2 separate regions of the Rattus norvegicus genome follow, and region 2 is linked to region 1. Evidence: chromatin contacts called from public Hi-C data. All regions are on one chromosome and are shown on one strand. The core of a region is the stretch at or near the end of the contact, and the rest is flanking DNA. Distances in the headings are between cores, read along the strand shown. Region 1 holds the start of Vstm2l (V-set and transmembrane domain containing 2 like). Region 2 overlaps Tti1 (TELO2 interacting protein 1).

Evidence for each region. Hi-C and Micro-C count contacts between places; a contact is called where the count stands out from the background.
Region 2: a contact with region 1 is called in a Hi-C map of frontal cortex, with 2.3 times the contacts expected there. The contact joins the enhancer-like site here to the promoter of Vstm2l in region 1. A contact is called at or near these places in 2 of 12 Hi-C or Micro-C datasets (the A7r5 cell line and frontal cortex).

Annotation. Positions count from the first base shown.
Region 1 is chr3:166,989,419-166,993,905 of GRCr8, reverse strand. It overlaps Vstm2l (V-set and transmembrane domain containing 2 like), which reads right to left and starts at 2,871. Exons shown (of 3, transcript XM_063285125.1): 1 at 2,564-2,871. The coding sequence starts at 2,684. LOC134486468 (a long non-coding RNA gene) reads left to right here and starts at 2,996. Exons shown (of 2, transcript XR_010065441.1): 1 at 2,996-3,201; 2 at 3,779-4,487.
Region 2 is chr3:167,060,601-167,065,019 of GRCr8, reverse strand. All of the region lies in intron 6 of Tti1 (TELO2 interacting protein 1), which reads left to right. Among named protein-coding and RNA genes, the nearest start is that of Tti1, 24 kb to the left of the region's middle. Within about 2 kb of position 1,954, at least 18 of the 93 cell types and tissues checked have an H3K27ac peak or open chromatin away from gene starts, as enhancers often do.

The sequences.
Region 1 (4,487 bases), core at 1,622-4,121:
CCAAGCTAAGCAGTTGAGGCTCGTGGGCTCATCCCTAGGAACCCCTACTTTGAGCCCCAACCATCTCTCCTACACCCACAGACACCATCCTGACCTGGCCATATTCCCTGAATCAGCTGAGGACACACAGAGCCTCGGAATAATGAAATGATCAGGCTCCGATCTGCTAAACAGCAATTTCGGGGCTTTTCAGCACACACAGCTTTTATCAAATTGGTATTCTCCTCCTGAACACAAATGGCTTATTAGACATGACCCACTTATTCGCCGTGTCTCACTATCATTAATAACTGTTTCTTTTTGTGATTAAGTGAGTGGCTCCAGACCCTTCCTGTGGTGACAGGGTACTGGGCCCGGCAGAGGGGCAGCTGTGGGGCTCCTTAGCAGCCAGTACTTGGTGACTTTGAGCCTAGCAATGTCGAGAAGGCAGCCTGGCCCCTGCAGAGCAGCAGGGCCATTTCTTGAGGGACAGAGCAGGAGGTCCCAAGGGGTGACCTGTTTACCCAAAGACACAGTCAGGAGGGGATCAGAATCCCCAAAATGGGTCCTGTCCCCTTTGCATACAGCACCTCGCTTGGGCATTTGGGGATTGGTCCAGCGTGGAGATGGGAACATTCGTGGGGCTGGGCCCCCCTCAGCGCAGCTGGCATCAGGGGGCAGGAGGAGACTGTCTCACAAAGGAAAGAACCTGCCTACTCAAGAATGACCCAAATTCGGAGGGTCTGGTGCCCCAAAGACAATGACCATAGGCCTCAGAGTTCCATGTTTGTACCTCAAGGGATCTCAAACTCAGAAAGGCAAGTCCTTCTCGGAGAAACCTCCTAGTATAAGTTTTGACAGTGCCAAGGAACTGAGCTGGACAGGCGGGCAGGCAGGAGGGGAGAGAAGGGAGGAATTCCCAGTTTCCCCTGAATGAGAAAGAATGTGACAGGGAGATGAATGGCCTGGACAAACTGCTGCTTCGCCCGACAGACCCTGGAGCCATCCTTGACTCAGCCGCTCTCTCACTGTGTGACCTTGGGCAACTCCCTTCACCTCTCTGAGCCTTGATTTCCCATCTGTAATTAGAGCATCCCTTCCCTGTTTACTGCCTCTCCTGCCAGGTCAGCAGAAATCATGACGGACACAAAGGTATGTAACTGCGTGCGAGAGGTTTCTGTCAAACCTAGCGAGGTGTATGTAGATACAAGGATGCGGGCTTCCCTAGAAGCAAGGATTCTGAGCATGGCTTTGAAACCCTCCCTCTGAAGCAACCCCATTCCTGCAGCACACCTGTGAAAGGCCTTCCCTGGGTTTTGAGGCTCTGGCACACAACCCTAACTCACCCCCATCAAAAGAAATATTCCTGTTCTCAACCCTTTGTTCAAACCTCCCCCAGCCTGGGCACACAGAGAACAGCATGCATGCTGTTATAGCCTCTGCCGTCGTGGTCTACCCTGGTTTCATTCATCCCTGCCCCATAACACAGCATGGCTCAGGGGCAGGGAGCCTCCACTGCTGCCTGCCTCACACCACCCAACTCTGCTTCCAACTTGGGCTCCTGTGGAGAGGAAAGAAGCTTCAGACACTCGGGCAGGCAGTACTGGGAGCATTTGCTTGCTCCCTGCTCCCACAAAGTCGAGGTTCAACACTTCAGTCCTCTAGGGGCAAGGTTGAGATGGGGTGCCCGAAATGGGGGTACCTGGTAGGATTCGGGGGTTCCTGCTCACCCCCCCAGAGACAAACAAATGCCCTACATTCCTCTTCACGCCCAGCCTCTGACTGGAAGGAGTGACCTCAACTACTCCAGTGTATCCCAGCTCTCCGTCCCTACCTTCTCATCCTCATACTGCCCCCATCCCTGGAATGCCACCCACATGGCAAAGGGAGCTGCCACCCAGGCTAGCAGGTCTTAAGCAACAGCATCTGGCGTCCCTCAGGACCATTCCCAGCGGTGGAGGGGTGGATCCTGATGAAGGGGATACAAGAGCAGTTTCAGCATTAAACCCACAAAGGAGAAAGGCATCCGGGCAGAGAGAAGTGTGTGTGCAAAGTGTGTGCACAAGTGCGTGCGTGCATGTGTATTCCGTGTCTGCAGGCAGACAGGCAAGAGTTGTGGCGAAGCGAACCGTGTGTGCCCAGGTGCCAGCTGGCAGGGCGAGCCACCAGCCAGTGTCTGATTCGTGTGCGTAGTGGGCACAAGTATATTTACCAGCGAGGAGAGGCTCGGAGGGGGTGTGCAGAGTTGTGAGTGTGGGATGCAGTGATCGTGGCTGAGTGTGTCCGCGGCTGGAGACATCTGTATGGTCGCAGAGGTGTGTGTATCCGCGTGAGCGAGTTCGCGCGTGGAGGGGGAGTCTTCTGAGAGCTGGGGCGAGAGCGAGTGTGCTCTTGGGGCCCCTTCTCGCAGAGCTGGCCCGGATAGGAGCCAGGGTGGGTCCGCAGTCCCAGCAGAGGGCGCCCTGGAACTCTGGGCCGTGGCCTCAGTCGGCGCAGGTTCGAGCACCACGACCGCCAAGTTGGAGCGGCTGCGGTCCGGGTGGGGTTAAGTGGGGAAGTCCGTGGGGGCGGCGCGCGAACTCACCGTGTCCGGAGACGTGGTTGTCCCAGGGCGCATGGCCTGCGGGCCGCGTGGCGCCGCCGAGTTGCAGGAAAAGTGCCAGGTAGTGGAGGGCGCCCAGCGCCGCGGCCAGCGGGGCCCCCATGCTGCGCGCTCCGGCCGGGGGGCGCCGCCGCCTCACATCGGGGCTCCGCAGCCCGCAGAGCCCGCGCCCGCCGTGCCCTGCCCGGCGCCGCCGCCGCCGCCCTCTCCCGCTGGCCCCGGCCCGGCCCCGGCTGCAGGCAGCGAGCGCACGCCCAGCCCGCCGCCTCCGACTGCGGGACTCTTCGCTTGCGCGGAAGGCCACTCCGCGCCGCCGCGCACCCGCCCTCCCCCTCGCTCCCCGCCCTGAGCCGGCGGCGGCGGAGGGATCCGCAGCTTGATTTATCATCAAAGTTTTGCCCAGGCTGGGATTTTTAAAGCGGTACTCGCAACTGGTCTCCCGCGCGGGAGCGGGGGTGGGGCAGGCCCGGGGGTGGAAGGCCACTTGGGGACCTGAGCCCCCTCAGGGCGGAACACTAGGGTGTTGGGAACTGAAATCCGATCGTTGGGAATAAGGGGCAAAGCATCCCACCTGCCACTAGACCCGCGCGCTGGAGGGGCCGCTCAACTTTGCCAGCCTGGTAGTGCTGGGGCCCGGGCCAGGCGGGGTGCAGGACAGGTGGATGGGGTGGGGGGCATACCCGGGCTGGGACCTAGGAGAGCTGGTTTAAGCTCTGGTTTAAGCCTTGGGGTCCTCGTGTCTCTCCTGTCTGTGCCATGTAGTCTCTCCTGTCTGTACCTTGAGTTTTTCGTTCGAGAAATGGGGACAGACGCCACCACCAGAAGCAGTAGGGGTGGGGTGGGGGTCTTTGGAGTTAGGTAGGCAAAGTGGGGAACATCGCGATGCCCACACAATGTGGTTATCGTTGTGGTTCACGTCTCTGGGACTCAGCAGTTAGTGGGGCTCCTAGCTTAGAGGTGTTAGGGTTCTACGCAGTGAACTGGATCGCCCCCTTCTGGACTATAAGGCTCTCCCTAGACGGAAGGTCTAGATGGAGTGCGTGTGTGTGTGTGTGTGTGTGTGTGTGTGTGTGTGTGTGTGTAAACCATGAAGCAGTCCAATTCTTATTCCTTCCCTGAGGTTTTTTTGTGACAGGAAAAGAGGGTTGGGGGTCATTTTTAAAGAGAAGCCCATTTCATCAGACTGCCTTTTCCGAGGTCCTGCGAAGATCTGGAGCAAGTTCTCTGACCCCGGGAAGGATTCTTCTGCCCTCATTTCTTCTCCGCCTTCGCCGGCAGGCTTAGTTTCAGCATTGAGGACAGCACCCTTTTCGTTTAATCCTTTAAGTACCGCGGACAGCGCCTCGGGGGCGCTTAGATGCCAGGGTTCAGCACAGTGGACAGACATCCCACTTCCCGTGCAGCACCGCAGGGATCCAGCCTCCAGCACAGCGCACGGTACCTAAAGTTTGAGAGACCTAAGAAGCGGAGTGACACACCGTGCTCGCTGCCTTTATTCTGTCATCCGGTGCCCCTTTCAGATATTGTGGTGGATAGCATACTGTTGTCACCAGGATCAATTCAGTGTCCCTCCCTGCCAGGTGTTGTACTTTCGAAGCACAAATTCAGCACCACGGACATCTCCAACAAAAGCACTTTCAGCACCACAGACAGGTCCCCTTGGAGGATCAGCCAGCAGTGCAGAGGCTGACACCCAGGACTCTTTAAACAGCTCCTATCCTTTCCGGAACACTGTGGTGGCAGAACCGGGGCTCGGTCCTGAACTCTCTCTTAAAACGCAGATTGGAAACAAATGTGAAGAGAGGCAGACAGAGAGAAAGACAGAGGGACAGAGACTGAATGAGACTGGAGGGAAGAGCACAGCAAAGAGACAAAAAGTCTCAGGTCTTTCAAGGACAGCCTCTAA
Region 2 (4,419 bases), core at 705-3,204, 72 kb before region 1:
TAAGAGTCTCTGTGCGTGTTGGAGGTCGATCGATGGATGAATGGTTTTGAACAGGTAAATATAGTTAGGTCTAACAAGTAAGTGTAACTGCAAAGGTAATTGGTAGCATGTATTTGGAGAGTAAATTGTTGCTTCCAGTCATAATCCCCCATTCCTAGCATTTAGAAACAAAAAACAGCCTCGGTGCAGAGGAAGATAGCGAAATTGAATAGCAGGAAGGACAGGCTTGAAATACTGGTTAACCAATGAACCGAGACCCATTAGAGTAAATTACTGAGTATGGGAACATAGCCCCACTGCTCGCTGGCTGGGACAATTCGCCACCCTGGCATCCATTTGTTTAAAAGGCAGCACACAGCCTCATTTGCAGTATTGACATGCTCCGAGTAATGGAGGAAGAGATGACCAGAGAAAGAGGAGCATGGAGGCTGTTCTGCCAGAGAGGAAACAACAGGCCTGCTTGCCAGGAAAGGTTTGCTTTTTGGTAACATTTGCCCAGGCCATGTGAAAAGAATATGTAACATGCTACTAAGGAGATATCCCGAAGCCACTTCCTTAGACATCCCAAACAAACAAAGAGATCACAAAGCCACAAGTTCTTTACCTCTGGCATCTGCCCGACAACTCCTGAGAGCATTTTATATATCTGGAAAGAGAAAAGGAACACCAGGTCCCTCAAGCAAATAATTGACAAGAGAAAGAATAGTCTGCCACCTAAGAGAGCTGGGAGCCCCGCACTTCAGCTACAGTTGGTTTAACCATGCTGGACCCTCATTGGCTGACGGCTTTCTAGAGTCTAGTTTGAGCAGATGTTATCTAGACAAAGATGCTGATACTGGGAATGGAGGTAGATAATCCAATGCTCACACTGCAGATCCGTGGTGGCCTGTGGAAGCCAGGCAGCACGTTACAACTGTCTGTCTGCCCCTGGAGTCACCTCTGGCCATGTGCTCGCCTTAGGAACCTTCCCTGGCTGCATCCGCAGAGGGCCTCTAGGATGAGACCCTGAAACCACAGCCTTCCTCTACCACCTTTTCAGCATCCCAGAGACCCAGCACAGTGTCTGGGCCAGTGGGATACTTGTAGATGTCTCAGCCACAGAGACAAGGCCCTGGTTCAGCTAGCTAGATTCCATCCACACACTTCCTGCCTCCTCAGGCCACCGCACCCCAGGTGGCTCACTGGAGTGCCACAGTTCGTCCTGAAGGGTGCTTTTCTTCTGTTGGTTTGGTGTCTGGAGTTTATCAGGTACTTACTGATACTGTCAATGGTAGATAGAGCTGAAGTGCAGGGAAATGGCTGCCTGCATGAAGTAAAATTCAATAAAACCGCATTTTAAGTGAAAAATCAGTATAAACACCAGGCTTCTTTGCCATGGAAACAGAGGTTGCTTAGAAACTGCCTAACGGCGAGTTCTAAATTTTTTAAAGTCAAGTTATCATTTAAGCTACACAGCCCCACAGGTTATTGAGAGATAATCACCTGCCTCGGGACATGTGGAGGCATGAGGCACAGCTGAGTGCCTCCCGCGCTCTGAGGACCAGGTAATCTCTTGATAACTCTGCTCCCTGGAGCCACCAATTTGGGCCTGGGGGAAGGAGAAAGGAGTTTCATTTAGGAGTTAAATAGTGTATGTATATTTTTCAGAAATTGTTTCTCTTTGGGGTTTGAAAAAAGATGAAAGTGGCCATTTGGCGTGTTCAGCATCCGTCCCCGCCATGTCTGACGGTAGCTGGGAACGCGTTCCGGCAGTTGCCTTGGTCATTCACAGCGGAAGGGCTTGCCTTTGTCTTCTGGCTTGATTTTGTAGGAAGGCTGGGTGGGAAGAGGCCCCAAGCAAGGCGCTGCAGAGCTGGGGATCAAAGCCAAGGCTCTGGAGCCTGACACAGCCTACCAGGCCTCAGCCTCAGGCTCTGCTCCCAGTGGCAAAGCCAACAGGGCTCAGGTTAAGAGTTTGTCAGTGTTTAGGGTTCAGCAGACTGCATGGCTCCCACCCAGCAAGAGTGCAGCGCGCCTGCCAGCCATCTGCTTACATGGCACTGGGTTCATTTCCCACCTCAGCCGTGCAGAAGGTAAAGTACCCTGCACTTTGTTGTCCCTGATATAACAGCCAAAAATAGAACCCTGTGACTGAGAACCGGGCCCCATCGAGGCCTGGAGTTGAGTGAGACAAAGACTAATGTCGCTCCCTTCTCTGACTGAGCATATCCATAGTGGGTCATAGTGGTATTTATTCATGAGTCCCTCATGCTCTCTGTTCTCCCACCCCTCTCTGTGCATTCATGTGTGCGTGTGTTCATGCGTGTGTGCATGTGTTCATGTGTGTGTGCGTGTGTGGTGTGTGTGTGCGCATGCGTGCGCGCTCCTGTGTCTCCCTCTCCCCTCTTTCTGTCTCTATCACTCAGTCTCTAGAGCAGTGTTTTCATTAGACACTCATGGAGAGTGTCTCCCTGCGACCCCCACCCTCCCACACACACACCTCAGAACAATCCCAGTGGGAGACTAGGCTGCCTGTGATCATCTCTGGAAGAAAGCGGAAGCAGGGTCAGGAGGCGGGAGGGTGATTCGCTTCCGGCAGCTGAGGCAGGAGGACGTCACTTGCTGTTTGCCCTGCTGAGGCGTTTACCCTTTTAGGAGTGAAGCACTGACAGACACCCAGATGATTCCTGAGGGTTTGGCTCTGCTTAATGAAAGCAGTGAACTTGCATGGCTCGCTCTCTTTCTTCCCTGTCAGCATTTTATTTGGAGATCTTTGAGGGTGAGCACAGATCCCATTCAGCCTGCTGTAGGCAAAGCAGAGCTTCGGGCCACGGTGCCTTCTGCTGCCTGCTGCCCAGAGACAAGTGTTCCTTGAAGGAAGCACAGCTGCAGCTGGAGAAATCGGTCCAGTTCTTGAGGTAGAGAAAAAAAAAACAAATGAAATCATTTGCATTCTAACAGTCTTTGGCACCGAGGAAAAACTGTCAACAGTGTCACATGTAAACAGAAATGTGCTTCCTGGGTTTTGGTGTTTTTATCATTTCCCTCACCACTCTAATTATCAAAGATATTTTTGTTTTTAAACAAAAATTGTCTCCCACACAGGCCCCATCTCTTTTATGCAGTGAAGTGGAAACGATGAATTAGAATATTCTAGTCACTTCTTCAGCAACCACTGCATAGGTTATAAACACAAGATTATTCTAAGCCAAGAAACTTAAAATAGTTTAGGCACAGCAGCCCAGGCCCAGTACATTTTTCAAAGCCTCCCTACACACATGCACACATGCACACATGCACCCACCCCTACCTGTCTCCCTCCCCCAGCATAAGTCTACCACACACAAAGAAGAGAGCAAAACTGAATTCACAGAGTAAGACCCAGCTCTTCCAAGAGCACTGGTTTTTCAGATTAATAAAATTAAAAACCAAAAATTGTTTTATTTAGCAATCACTTTATTCTTATTTGACAGTCAAAAGTGCACTAACAGCATTCTGTTGAGAATGAGATCTGATTGATCAGATAGGCGCTGTATTGTACGCTGTGGTGCTGTTCCTCAGTCCCCAGGAGGAATCAGCTCCGGGACCCATAGGTACCAAGTCCTTTGTGAAATGGCCGCTGGTCTGCCAAGCCTGTGATCACCTGACAAGGTAAACACTAAGCGGTTGGTATGTCGTGTTCAGGGAGTACGGACAAGGACAGAGCTGTGTCTGTTCAGTACAGAGGGAATTTGGTTTTGGGTATTTTAATTCACTGGTTAAATCTGGGGTGGAGTCACTAATACAGAGGTGGTACTTTTAGCTGGTAAATGGGAATCACATGGAGATCAGCATAAACAACAAACACATACTGGCATGTATGTGTGAAAACTGTAACAAAACCCATTACTGTGTATACTGATTTCAAAAATGGATGTAAAGCACGCTTGGAGGCTAGAAAGAGCTCGTGAAGACACCTGCCGTGCATCCTGAGTTCAATCCCAGGACCTCTGTGTAGAAGAAGAACCCACTCCTGAAGTTGTCCCCTGACCTCTGCACACATGCCGTGGCAGGCACATGCTCAAGCACACACAAAAAATACATAAATGTGTAAAAGAAATGTTTAAATGGAGTTGGTAGGGACTGGTATGTATTTTAAACCTTAGCAAAACCCTAAAAAATGAGCAAACTGAAAACCGGGTGTGACTGGTTGTACTCACCAGCACTCGGGCTGTGGAGGCAGGAAAATCAGGAGTTCAAGATCAGTACTGGCTACTCAGCAAGTTTGAAGCCAATCTGGGCTACATGAGACCCTCTCTCAAAGGGGGGGGGAAAGGAAAGCAATGGCGAAACTGAGGCAAGATCACGAGACCATTTTCCAAGGCTGCATAGCTGTGATGCATGTTCTTCCTTGATGACCTCAGGACCTTTCACAGACTGTGAAGATTCCTGGAAGGGTAT